2 separate regions of the Mus musculus genome follow, and region 1 is linked to region 2. A link is a contact called in public HiChIP or PLAC-seq data. All regions are on one chromosome and are shown on one strand. The core of a region is the stretch at or near the end of the contact, and the rest is flanking DNA. Distances in the headings are between cores, read along the strand shown. Region 1 holds the start of Eid2 (EP300 interacting inhibitor of differentiation 2). Region 2 holds the start of Zfp607b (zinc finger protein 607B).

Region 1 (6,188 bases), core at 1,026-3,525, 580 kb after region 2:
GTGTGGCTTAATTGGTAAACAAGCAATGTGCGCATGTGTGAGAGTGTTTTTCGTGCCAAGTCACGGCCCATCCCGGGGAGTGGTGATGCGGCTCTGGGAGAGCAGCCAATCAGGTGTGGACACGCCACACTAAGGTGTATATAAGCAGCGCCTTTTTGATGCTTGGGGTCTTCCTCTTCATGTTGAAACTGGTGTAATAAAGTTGCTGCAGAAGGATCCGGTTTCTCACACGTGTGTTCTTGCTGGCGAGACAATAGCGCGTGTGAGAACAGTGGGCACATGCACAACTGCCAAAGAGCATGGCAACAGGCTCTTCTCTCGTGACAGCTCCTCCTACAGTGTGCGAGAAGCAGAGGCATTGTATGCATCCTACCTGAGCATGCCCTCAGATTCCCCTTCGTTTGCATCCGTGTTAGACCTTGAATTATGCAATCTCAGTAAGACATAGACACTTAAATGCCACCTGGAAAGCACCAGACAGTCTGGCGGGGATGGGGTGGGGGTTGGGGGGGGCCCTACAGTTTCTGTAAGAGATCAGCATTAGCTCAGGATACTTCAAGACCAAGGTCTCCTACAAAAGAGATTTATTTGCCCCAGAGAGACAAGGGCAGGGAATAAGAGATAAATGCTGGAGATAGAGGAGGAGGCAAGGGGGAGGGAGCAAGAGAGAGGGGGGATTTCTCTAGAATGAGGCAAAGGACTGGGATAGAGAGGAGACAGATGCGGCACATTCTGCAAATGGCAATTAGTAAAGGCTCAAAGGGAAACCCCCGTGATAGGATGAGGTGTTTAATTTTGATTGGACAGGTTGATTTGGATAGGCAAAGGGAGCTTTTGATTGCTGGACTTCAGTGCTTTGATAGCTGGACCTTGATAGCCAGCTTCAGGAGGAGGATGTGATCTTACAGTTTTCTTAGCAAAGCATTGGGAACAGGAGAGAAGGGCAAGGCCTGCCAGAGCCGTGTTTGCCAAGCTCTGGACAGCTAGAGCCGCTTCGCTTTCCAAAAGTTGTGTTCACAACTCGGGGTCTGACTTGGGGAAAGAGTGATATTTAAAAGAATCCACAAAGGAAAGCAGATAATTGACTAAATGACATAAGTGACGGGAAGGACGTGGCTGCTAGTATACATCAAAATGTTGAGCAGTCACCAAAGGTCTCGAGTGCCCTGTGAGCAGCCGACTCACAGGACACGCCTGCTCTCCCTTACTGTCCCGTTCTTTTCTCAACATGTTCGCACGCACGAAGACTTCAGAGAACAACTTTTGGGTGTCATTTTTTTCCTTCCACCATGTGGGTTTCTGGGATTGAACACAAGTAGTCATCAGATTTTGGGGAAAGTGACTTTACCCACTGAGCCATCTTGTTGGCCTTTATGGTTCAGTTGTAAGTCTATCTATTTATGTTTTGCCTTTAATTGATAAATCATAGTAGAGTTAATAGGTTAGTATAGTTAATAATAACCTGTACTAGGTTAGTTAACTATCGAGGCATAGTGAGACATGCCTATCATCCTAGACTCAAGAAGCAGAGGCAGGAAGATCAGGAGTTCAAGGCCATCCTTAGCAGTCTGAGCTTCGTGAAACTGTTTCAAAAACACAACCAAGAGACCAGAGACCTGGCTGCAAGGTTAAGAGCACTGGCTACTCTGGTAAAGGTTTAATCACAGCACCCAGCAGGGTTTCCGTAACTCCAGTTCCAGAGGATCCAGCGCCCTCTTCTGGCTTCTGTTGGCATTGTATTATGTGGTACACATATAAACATGGAAGCAAACCATCATGCCCATAAAATAAAATACATACAAATAAAGAAAACTTTTTTTTGTTTTTGTTTTTTTTTTTGGTTTTTTTTTTTTTTTTTTTTGGTTTTTTCGAGACAGGGTTTCTCTGTATAGTCCTGGCTGTCCTGGAACTCACTCTGTAGTCCAGGCTGGCCTTGAACTCAGAAATCTGCCTGCCTCTGCCTCCCTAGTGCTGGGATTAAAGGCGCGCGCCACCACGCCCGGCAAGAAAACTTTAAAGACTAATTTTAAAACTAAAATTAAATTTAGAAACTTAAACCGATTGGTAGAAATGTGAAAGAGACCCCCCCCCTTCAACAGAAAGGATGCAACCGCTCTTCTGACTGCTAGGTAGCAATCTCAAGGCTCGCCAGCAAATGCCCGGAGGACACGCGTGCGCACTGCTCCTCGGCTTCGCCGTTGGAGCTACGCCTGCGCAGACGGCGAGACACGCGACCCCCTACCCGTGCGCATTGCGCTCGTGGACGCGCCCTCGCGTGCACGCCCCGCGCCTCACGGCCCCGTTCTTCCCGGGTCTCAGCGAGCAGCGGTGCTGACCCCGCGGTCCGACATGTCGCAGCTGCCCGCAGTCAGCAGCGCCCCGCAGACGGGAGCAGCGAGCCGCGACCGCCGGCTCCCGCAGGCCGAGGTAGGCGGCGGGCGGCGTGCGCTCCCGGGTCCGGCGCGACCTGGGGAGACCCGGGGACGCCCAATGGCGGCGGCCCGGGAAGGCCCCGCAGCCCCGGCGGCGGCTGCCAGGGGAGGCCGGGTGGCTGCAGCCCGGGAAGGCAGGGCGGCGGCGGCCCGAGGAGGCCCTGGGGCGGCGCCCCGGGGCGGCGCAGCGGCCCGCGAAGGCCCGGCGGCGGCGGCGGCGTCCAGGGAAGCCCGGATGGCAGAGGTGGCCCGGCTGCTGGGCGATCCGCTGGAGGAGGAGGCTCCGGAGGGCAGGCCCCGGTCCAGGGCGGGCGGCCTGGCGGCGATGCCGTACATGCGCTTCCGCCACCCCCTCAGCGTCTTGGGCATCAATTACCAGCAGTTCCTGCGCCACTACCTGGAGAACTACCCGATCGCCCCCGGCCGGATCCAGGAGCTGGAGGAGCGCCGGCGGCGCTTCGTGGAGGCCTGCCGAGCCAGGGAGGCAGCCTTCGACATAGAGTACCTGCGTAACCCCCAGAGGGTGGATTTTGACATTTTAACGTTTACCATAGCCCTGACTGCATCAGAGGTGATCAATCCTCTAATAGAAGAACTGGGTTGCGATAAGTTCATCCACAGAGAGTGAAGAGTCGGACTGCGGGGAGGGCACGGCACCAAGACCTCCGCATCCAAGTGAAACCCCATCCTGCAACTTGGTTTTAAGAAATCAAACGGATCTTGAGAGGCAGCGCTTCCTCAGAGGGAGGAAAAGCGTCAGAAAATTGGGGGTGGGGAGGGAAAGCATCGTAGACTCCTACCGTTTCTTGAGTTTATGATCAGTTGAAATTTCTTGTGTTATGGAAAAGGTCCATCCTCGTGGCTTCGTTAATAAGTAAAGGACGGTTTTGTAAAACTGTAAAGACTTAAAATTGCCAGTAGTAGAGCCCACGACGAAGAAGACTCGAAGAGAAAGCTGGTTTTAGGACGAGGTTTCTGTGGAGAACTTGACCTTGTCAGAGCAGGCAAAGTCTTCACGTCAGCGTCAACAAGCGTGTATAGTGTAAGAGGGATTTTGTGTCTCAGACATTGTGAATGGCGAACAACATAAATATTGTATATAGTATGTGATAAATCGTGTTTCCAAACATACCAATTTTCTGGGATTTTATTTTCCATTTTTCAAAAGTTTTTTTTTTCCGTCATTGCTTTGTAATTAATCTATTCCTAAGTCCCAAGACTATGAAGGATTGAGAGTCTTCTGTCCTTCTCTCCTTGTCCCCATGCCTCATGCAGCCTCTGAAGGCAGTTTCCGTCCTTGTTTCCTTTTTTATACACATTTTATTTCTCAGCAGAGTTGACAGATTTTGGTTTGGATATTGTGATTTCTTATGAAGATACCGTGAAGAACCTTCCCGACCAGTATATTTACTCCTTAGGGCTATATTTTGTGGTTATGCTGTTATGAACCAGGAATATACTGGTGGACGGTGGGCTTTTTCCCATCGGTTTCTCCTGGCAGTATGGCGCCACCTCTGGTAGGTTGGCGCCTGCGCACACCAACGGGCCCGTGGGCAGGCACATACTGCTTCCGTTCTGAACACATTTTTCATGTCTACCATCCCAAGGTGGAATAAGTCTTATACTTGATGGTGTTATATACCTACTACTTTTTGGGGTTTTTTGGTTTTTTCGAGACAGGGTTTCTCTTTATAGCCCTGGCTGTCCCGGAACTCACTTTGTAGACCAGGCTGGCCTCGAACTCAGAAATCCGCCTGCCTCTGCCTCCTGAGAGCTGGGATTAAAGGCGTGCGCCACCACGCCTGGTTTTGTTTTGTTTTGTTTGTCTTTTAAGTTTCCATAAAATTGACGGTTCGTCTCACTAGCTTCTTAGGCTTTTTGTTCTTGATAATCTCTGTAGCCTGATGTCTAGAGGTGACAGTCCTGGGCCAAAGGCTTGCCTTTGTAACTTTACAGATGCAGCTAATTGGCCCCTTGGTGCTCCCACCAGTGATCGATAATTGGATGTTTTCTGACTCCCTAGCCAATATGCTCAACCATCAGATGCACAGTGCTTACCAGACTGACGGTAGAAAAAAAAGATATAGCGGTTGTAAGGTTTTTATTGTAAGTTATCTTTTCACTTTAGAATGAAAAGGTGGGGGGATGGAGAGATGGCTCAGCGGTTAAGAGCACTGACTGCTCTTCCAGAGGTCCTGAGTTCAAATCCCAGCAACCACATGGTGGCTCACAACCATCCGTAATGAGATCTGGCACCCTCTTCTGGAGTGTCTGAAGACAACTATAGTGTACTTACATACAATAAACAAATCTTAAAAAAAAAAAAAAAAAAAAGGAAAAGGTGAAGCCGGTGTGGTGGTGAATGCCTTTAATCTCAGCACTTGGGAGGCAGAGGCAGATTTCTGAGTTCAAAGCCAGGCTGGTCTACAAAGTGAGTTCCAGGACAGCCAGGGCTACACGATGAAACCCTGTCTCGAAAAAAAAAAGAAACAAAAGGTGGGTCAATGATAGCACACTTGCCTAGAATCCCCCAGTGAGGGGCTGGGGGCGTGGCTCAGTGGTAGAGCCCCTGCCTAGAATCCCCCAATGAGGGGCTGGGGGCGTGGCTAGACCCCCCCAGTGAGGGGCTGGGGGCGTGGCTCAGTGGTAGAGCCCCTGCCTAGAATCCCCCAGTAAGGGGTTGGGGCATGGCTCAGTGGTAGAGCCCCTGCCTAGAATCCCCCAGTGAGGGGTTGGGGCATGGCTCAGTGGTAGAGCCCCTGCCTAGAATGTACAAGTCTCTTGGGTCTGATCCCACCCCCAACACACACCACAAAAATCTAGTTCCTTTTCCTCTCTCATGACTGTCCAGATTTTTGTTGTAGTTGTTGTTTTGGTTTTGGTTTTTTCGAGACAGGGTTTCTCTGTGGAGCTCTGGCTGTCCTGGAACTCACTCTGTAGACCAGGTTGACCTCGAACTCAGAAATCTGCCTGCCTCTGCCTCCCAAGTGCTGGGATTAAAGGCGTGCGCCACCATCACCCTGGTGAATGTCCACATTTTTTACCCATTTCTCCCCTTAATAATTCCCTTAATGGCTGTAGTAGCTTACTATTATTAGTGACATTAGGTATAACAATAGTTTGTGATATGAGTTACAAATATATTTTTTTCTAGTTATTTAAGTGGCTTTTCTGAAAGATTTTATTTTTATTCTCGATGTGAGTTGAGCAGATCAAACCAGGCCACCAGGCTTGTGTCAACTAAGGTTAGGGGTTTTTGTTTTTCCTGTTTTCCCTAAATTGTGCGAAATTTTGAATTCCAAAGTTTTATTAGTGTGTATGAGAGAGGTTACTCTTTTTTTGGATTTTTGGTTGGTTGGTGGGTTTGGTTTTGAGTTTGTTTTTGTTTTTTGTGTTTTGTGTTTTGTTTGTTTGTTTGTTTTTTGTTTTGGTTGGTTTGATTTGGTTTGGTTTGGTTTGGTTTGGTTTGGTTTTTCAAGACAGGGTTTCTCTGGAGATTTCATTTTTTTATCGTGAACCACTTGGGATTTATTCAAAGAAGTAATAGTGTTTCTGGTTATTTATGCTCATTTTTACTTGGGGGCGGGGATGAGACAGGGTTTCTCTGTGTAGCCCTGGCTGTCCTGGATCTGCCTCTGTAGACCAGGCTGGCCTCAAATTCAGAGATGGCCTGCCCATGCCTCCCAAGTGCTGGGAGTAAGTGTGACCACCACACCTGTGTTATTGCTAGTTCATTAGAATCACATTTATATATAA
Region 2 (6,252 bases), core at 1,779-4,278:
TATACAGAGAAGATTGTAGAACTCCCCCGGACAAACTGGTCAAATCTTTAAAGGTACACCCTCCACACACCTTAGAGACCAATACCATGGGACCAGAGTACCCAGGCCCACTGAGCAGGGTTCGGCTCATGTCCACCTTGCAGGTAGTTCTTTCTCTCCATGAGGTGGGGTTAGGGTAAGGAAATCCTCTAGTCCAGGCTTTTAAGATGTTTAATTTTTAGAGCGTTTTAAATTTTTCTTTGTGTCAGCCTCCACAGCAGTCCATGTGAGCACTAGCCATGTAAGCACGGGTGTGCTTGGGAGCCGAGAGTGAGCGTCAGACACCCTGGACCTGGAATTTAACGTGGTACATGGTGTGTAAGTTGCTTGGCATAGGTCTTGGGAGTTGAGCTTGGGTCCTCCTCAGGTCTGCTGGAGGATCAGCTGCTGAGCCACCTCTCCTGCCCTGGTAGTGTCATTATTAAAGAGTTGCAGGTTTGCTGTTTAAGGCAATGCTGAAGCGGATTGTCTTTTTAAAACTAAGATTATTATGCAGAAGGGTGGTGGTGTAGGCCTTCAATCCCAGCACTTGGGAGGCAGAGGCAGGTTGGTCTATGTGACTATACAGAGAAACTCTAAAAACAACCAAAGAGTTGATTAGAACGGTTATTAAATCCATGGATAGACCACAGTGTGGCAGAGGCTGTAGGAGAATCAGGCCCACTAGGCAGATGGAAGGAAGCATATTTGTTTTGTTTCTTTGATTGATTTTTTTTCAAGACAGGGTTTCTCTGTGTAGCCCTGGCTGTTGAAACTCACTCTGTAGACCAGACTGGTCTTGAACTCAGAGATCAGCCTGATGCTGCCTCCCAAGTGCAGGGATTAAGGCATGGACAACACCGTCCAGCACTGTGAGGGCCCCTTCTTATACTTATTACAGGGAGATACCCCATGGCATGTGATTGTCAGGTAACCTACAGTGTGTGCTTGTAGTTGGGTTTCTGATTCCTGGACACCAGGTGGTAAGGAGGGAGTCTGTTAACCTGGGGCCCACATGGAGAGGGTGCTAAGAGTTTCAGGGAAGAAGTCTAGGAAAACAAACTCCTGGAGGGGAGATATAAGGTGGCTTTGTCACATGGAATGAGGGACTCCACTCTGGTCTGTCGGGCCTCATGTCCTCGATTATTATAAAATGAACTATTTTTAAAATATAAATGTATTTATATCACAGTGTGAAGTAATCTGGTGGTTGCATTTCTTTTAACTTTTGTTAGTCCCCAGTAACCACACAGAGAAACAAAGCTGCACCCAGATACTGGGCAATTATTGATCTATTAATCCTAATCTGGGCAATTATTGATCTATTACATCCTAATCTGGGCAATTATTGATCTATTAATCCTAATCTGGGCAATTATTGATCTATTAATCCTAATCTGGGCAATTATTGATCTATTAATCCTAATCTGGGCAATTATTGATCTATTAATCCTAATCTGGGCAATTATTGATCTATTAATCCTAATCTGGGCAATTATTGATCTATTAATTCTAATCTGGGCAATTATTGATCTATTAATCCTAATCTGGGCAATTATTGATCTATTAATCCTAATCTGGCTACCTGCTCCATCCCACGTTGCTTGCATATTATCACAGATCTGGTTCTTTGGGATTCAGATGTTTTTTTCTCATGGCATCTTTTCAGACCCTCTCCTCCTCCTGGTGATCTGAAACTCCCTCTCTCATTCCTCCCCCTGGCTGGGAGACGTGCTGCCCTGTTTTCTCTCTGCCCAGCCTTTGGGCAATCTGCATTTATTGTCAGGGCAGAGAACAAATGGTAAGATTTTGTTTATAGAACTTGAAACACGAGAGTTTTTTTTAAAAAATCTAAGTATTACAATGTCATTTTCAGATAGAAACAAGAGGTGAGGGCAGAGAAATGACCATTTGAAAACCCCAAGGATAACCTTTCCACGGGGCACAAAACCATTCTGACCACAGTTCATCTCAAACTCAGGTGCTCCCGTGGGCTTAGTGGGATGGAGACTTCCGTGAGCTCCCGACTGCAGCAGCCGGTGCCTTTGTGGCCACAGCACTGTCTGTATAGTGGGTTTCAGATGCACGGTTTCCCCATAGATCTGGCTCTGTAGATGGCCTATTGGTCCAACCGAGGATGTGAAATCTGAGCGCTAAAGAGGGTTCTTCATCGGGTGTCCTGAGCAGACTAAGGGACAGCCACAATGCCGCTGTGTAACGGGACATGTTCAACAACTTCCTCAGCAGGACAGGCGCATACTGAAGATTTGATATGCCATCTTAGGCAAATGGGGGCTGGGAACAAGGTGTTTGAAGCTGGTGTATACTGTGGCTTCTGGTTGCTGTGAAGAAAAGTTCAGACTCCCATAAGCTGTCTTCCCGGCAAACCTGGAATTCTTCTTCTTTTTTTTTTAACTTGGAATTTTTATGATTCTGTTTACTTACCTTATGGTTCGTTGAGATCTGATATGAGATTTGGGTATGCGGGAATTGACTTGCTAAAAGGTCCTTTGTGTAACAATCACAAAAGCCCTCCTGCGAAGCTGTTAGCCGTTTAGTTCAGCTCACCAGAATGGATCCCTCTGCTTCTGGGAAGCCTAAATTCATTCTGCAGTGTCCCTCTTTCTTTGATCGTTCAGAAAAACCCAGAACACTGACAAAGTCCCACCAGAGCACAGCGAGGTGGAACCCTGCAGTGGGTCTCAGGCAAAGCGTATTCAATTACATCTCGATCCAATTTTACTTCCTAGCCTGCGTTTAAAACTTAGGCTCACCTGTCTTCTCCACAGGGGTGAAACCCAGTTACTCACAGAACCCGGAAGTACACACACACACAGAGAGAGAGAGAGAGAGAGAGAGAGAGAGAGAGAGAGAGAGAGAGAGAGAGAGAGAGAGAGAGAGAGAGAGAGAGAGAGAGAGAAGGGCACCATCCCTGGGAACTCCCACAAAGCACAGGGCGCAGCTGCCAGATGGGCTGGCCCAGGTTGCATGCTGGGATATCCCAGAACTATGAAGCATTATATTTCTTGTAGTTTGGGACAAGGGGACTACATTTCCCAGGCAGCATAGGGTCGGAAGTAGATAACTTCTGGTGTGCAGGCGGAGCTACCCCGGATGGTCAGGTGGGAATCAGAAGTCACTGGTTGGCCTCCACAGAGTAAGGCGGGAGACCGCAGGCGGGTGTGGGTGTGGCGAATGGGTGTTGATGTGTGGGCGTGTAGGAACTGTGGTGTGTGTACGTGTGTGTATGTGCGTGTGTGTCTGTCAGTGTCTAACTGTATACACACCTTGAGCTCTCTGCATAATCTGTGTCTCTTTGCTTGTCGCTGTCTGCTCCTGCTTTCTCTCAGGGACACAGGGACTAAAGCAGAGGACCAAGCTTCAGTAAGGGGAGGTCAGGTGCGGGGTCTGAAGGGAAGCTTTCCCCGAGGCTCAGACTTGAGCTTAGGGCTATAATTTAAGGACGGGGGTGTCGTCTAGGAGGGAGGGTACTTGTTGAGCTCCGTGACTGTCTCAGAGCTCTGCCGAATCTGAATATCGAGGGAAGAGAAGGAAAGTTCTCACTGAGGATGCTCTCAAATGTAGTCTGCGATCTCATGTATACTCGGGTTCCCTGCTTAGGCCATTATTCAAGAGGGAGGCTGGAGAATAATGAAAATATTATCGCTACCCATCTAAGATTCAAGAGTGAGTGCTCTTTTCGGTTTGAGAACTGAGGTTTTAGTTTTAGAATATAGAATTGTTAGGAAATGAAGCAGGAGCATGCAAATTTACAACTGCACTATTGTCCTTAGTGTCCCCTCCCGTTCCAGCTAGTATTCACATTATCATTTCAGTGACCCTTGATGTCTTCTGTCGACAATCCCATCTTTTTCCCAAGCTGTTTTCCATAGGGACCTACAGAGGTTAGCATTAGGGCTTTCAAACGCTGCTGTTCTACATCTGATTTCTATTTCCATGGCATCACAAGACAGGAAAAGAATGCAGTCGATAGATGGTCTGTTCGCTTGTGAGGATTTCGGGAGTGGGAAAGTGATAGCACTGAAGGACTTCATCTAACTTATATTTTTGTCACGAGTACACTTGCCATCTACTCTCTAAGACTTTACAAACTATTAATCCCAGTCACCATGTTTCATGACACATCTCCCAACTCTCTCGCTTATGGTATAGATCTACCTCCCACTCTCGACCCCGATGCTGCACATCCAGCCTCCGCCACTCAAACCCCAGTAACCGGCATCTTACTGTTCCTAGGAGAAAACAGCTTCAGATTCTACATGACTGAGACCATGGGGGTCTGTCTTTTGTTTAAAGATGAAGTATTTGTCTTCAAAGTTATGTATGTTGGGTTATGTGTCCATGACCACAGGTGCCTCTGGAAACCAGAGCTATAGGCTTCCCTGCAGCTTGAGTTCCAGGCACTGTAGCTGTCAGGAGACTGAACTCGGTCCTCTGGAAAAGCCATAGTGGCTCTCAACCCCTGAGCCATCACCATCCCCCGTGCTTGCCTTCCTCTTTAGCGTATTGCATGTGTGCATCCATTTTGTAGTAAATGATTCACTGTGCGTGAGCCCCATCCTCCATGTGCTTGGTCCATTCGTCTGCTGGTGAGGTCGCGTATCACTGCTATGGAAATGATGCTGGAAGAGCGGTGGGAGTGTAAATGTCTCTTGCTGATGCTGATGTTATTTCCTTTTTTTGGTTTCCACTCCATAGTGGGATGGATGGATGGATCAGGTGGGAGTTCACTGTTTACAGTGACTGTATGAATTTACATTCCTTCCAGTAGTGTGAGTTTTCCTCCATGTGCTCCACGTTATATTTTCTTTCTGATACTAGATACTAATTTTAACAAGATGTATTTCTATCTTTTGTTCTTGAGGGTTGTGCCCACCAGACCTGTGCGCACCATGCATGTGCCTTGAGAGGCCTGAAGAGGGCGCCAACTCCCCTGAAGCTGGAGGTAGGGACTTTGGTGAGACAGGATGTGAATCTTGGGAATCGAACACAGGTCTTCTGCAAGAGCATAAAGTGATCTAAAACCACTGGGCCATTTCTGCAGCCCCCCCCCCTCCCCAATAATGGACACTCTTGACAGGCGTGAGGAGGCCTCTGATGGCAACTTTATCTCTCTCTCTCTCTCTCTCTCTGATGATTAGTTTCTTGCATCTCTGACTGGCCATACTGATGTTCCCTTTGGGGAAATGTCTATTTCCGGCTTGCCCGATCCTTAACCAGGAAGTTTGAGTAATGCCCAATATGTCCACGGTCCTGGAGGCTTCCCTGTATATTTTTTGCTATGAGTGTTAATTTCAAATTTTAATTTTTTTTTCTGTTTTGAGTTGACTTTTGGATGTGGCGTGACAGAAGACATTAGGATGTCATTCTCACGAATGTTAATACTCAGTTTGCCAGCACCACAGATAGAGGCTGCCCTAGAACTCACTTAGATCATATTTGGACTGGGTCTTTGAACAAGTTTCTTGTCTCTGCCTCTGGAATTATACACCCCTGCTACCACATCTAATTACAGCTAATTATCTCCATAAAGGATCATGGCTTCATTGAGACGACATAAGCGTTATCATAGATGAGGGAAGGTTCTCAGGAGAGTGGTCCATGGTGCACAGTCCCATTCACTAACAGTGAACACAGAATGCTGGACACTGCCTGAGCACTGCAGCTGCAGCCCCTCCAGCCTCGCTGTGCTTCAGCCCTGAGTTTACACAGGAGGGGCCACCTGGATGCCGTGAGCCCCTGTGAGCCTTGATAGGTGGGGTTCCAGTGTGAAGATCTGAGATCTGCGCACAGTAGGAGGAGCGGCCCAGGTGCAGGGCGAGCTGGAGCTCAGGGTGGAAGATGGGTCCCTTCTGCTGGCCTCTTCTGGAGGAAGTTCTAGGCAGACATGTTTGTGCCCTGCACTCCCACACTGCCCCCTTGGCAGTGGGTTGTCTGGGTTGGGGGGGATCGGCTTTGTGTAGACTCCTGTGTGCTTTCAATTTGTGTGTGGGAGGCTGTGAGTGGTGGGAGGGGAGAGAGTGAGTGGGGAGGCTTGAGAAATAAATGTAGTCGATGACATCATAGTGACAGAAGCCAGTTTGGGAACATCAAGTCACAATGCAGTGAATGGCTTTCTTTTTGTCCCCCAGGGGAGGAAGCCTGAAGAAGAATGGCCAGCTCCAGTTCTCAACACATGGTCTGTGTAAGTTGGCATTTTTCTCTTTGACATAG

Evidence for each region. HiChIP or PLAC-seq counts read pairs in DNA pulled down with a chosen protein or histone mark.
Region 1: a FOXA1 HiChIP or PLAC-seq map of pancreatic cancer cells shows a contact between it and region 2. The contact joins the promoter of Eid2 here to the promoter of Zfp607b in region 2. A contact is called at or near these places in 1 of 39 promoter capture datasets (liver) and 3 of 115 datasets of contacts at active chromatin or transcription factors (embryonic stem cells and pancreatic cancer cells).

Annotation. Positions count from the first base shown.
Region 1 is chr7:28,265,606-28,271,793 of GRCm38.p6, forward strand. It overlaps Eid2 (EP300 interacting inhibitor of differentiation 2), which reads left to right and starts at 2,276. Exons shown (of 1, transcript NM_198425.2): 1 at 2,276-3,563. The coding sequence starts at 2,350. The coding sequence ends at 3,060.
Region 2 is chr7:27,686,312-27,692,563 of GRCm38.p6, forward strand. Zfp607b (zinc finger protein 607B) reads left to right here and starts at 3,029. Exons shown (of 6, transcript NM_001112731.1): 1 at 3,029-3,175; 2 at 4,904-4,984; 3 at 6,171-6,223. The coding sequence starts at 6,191.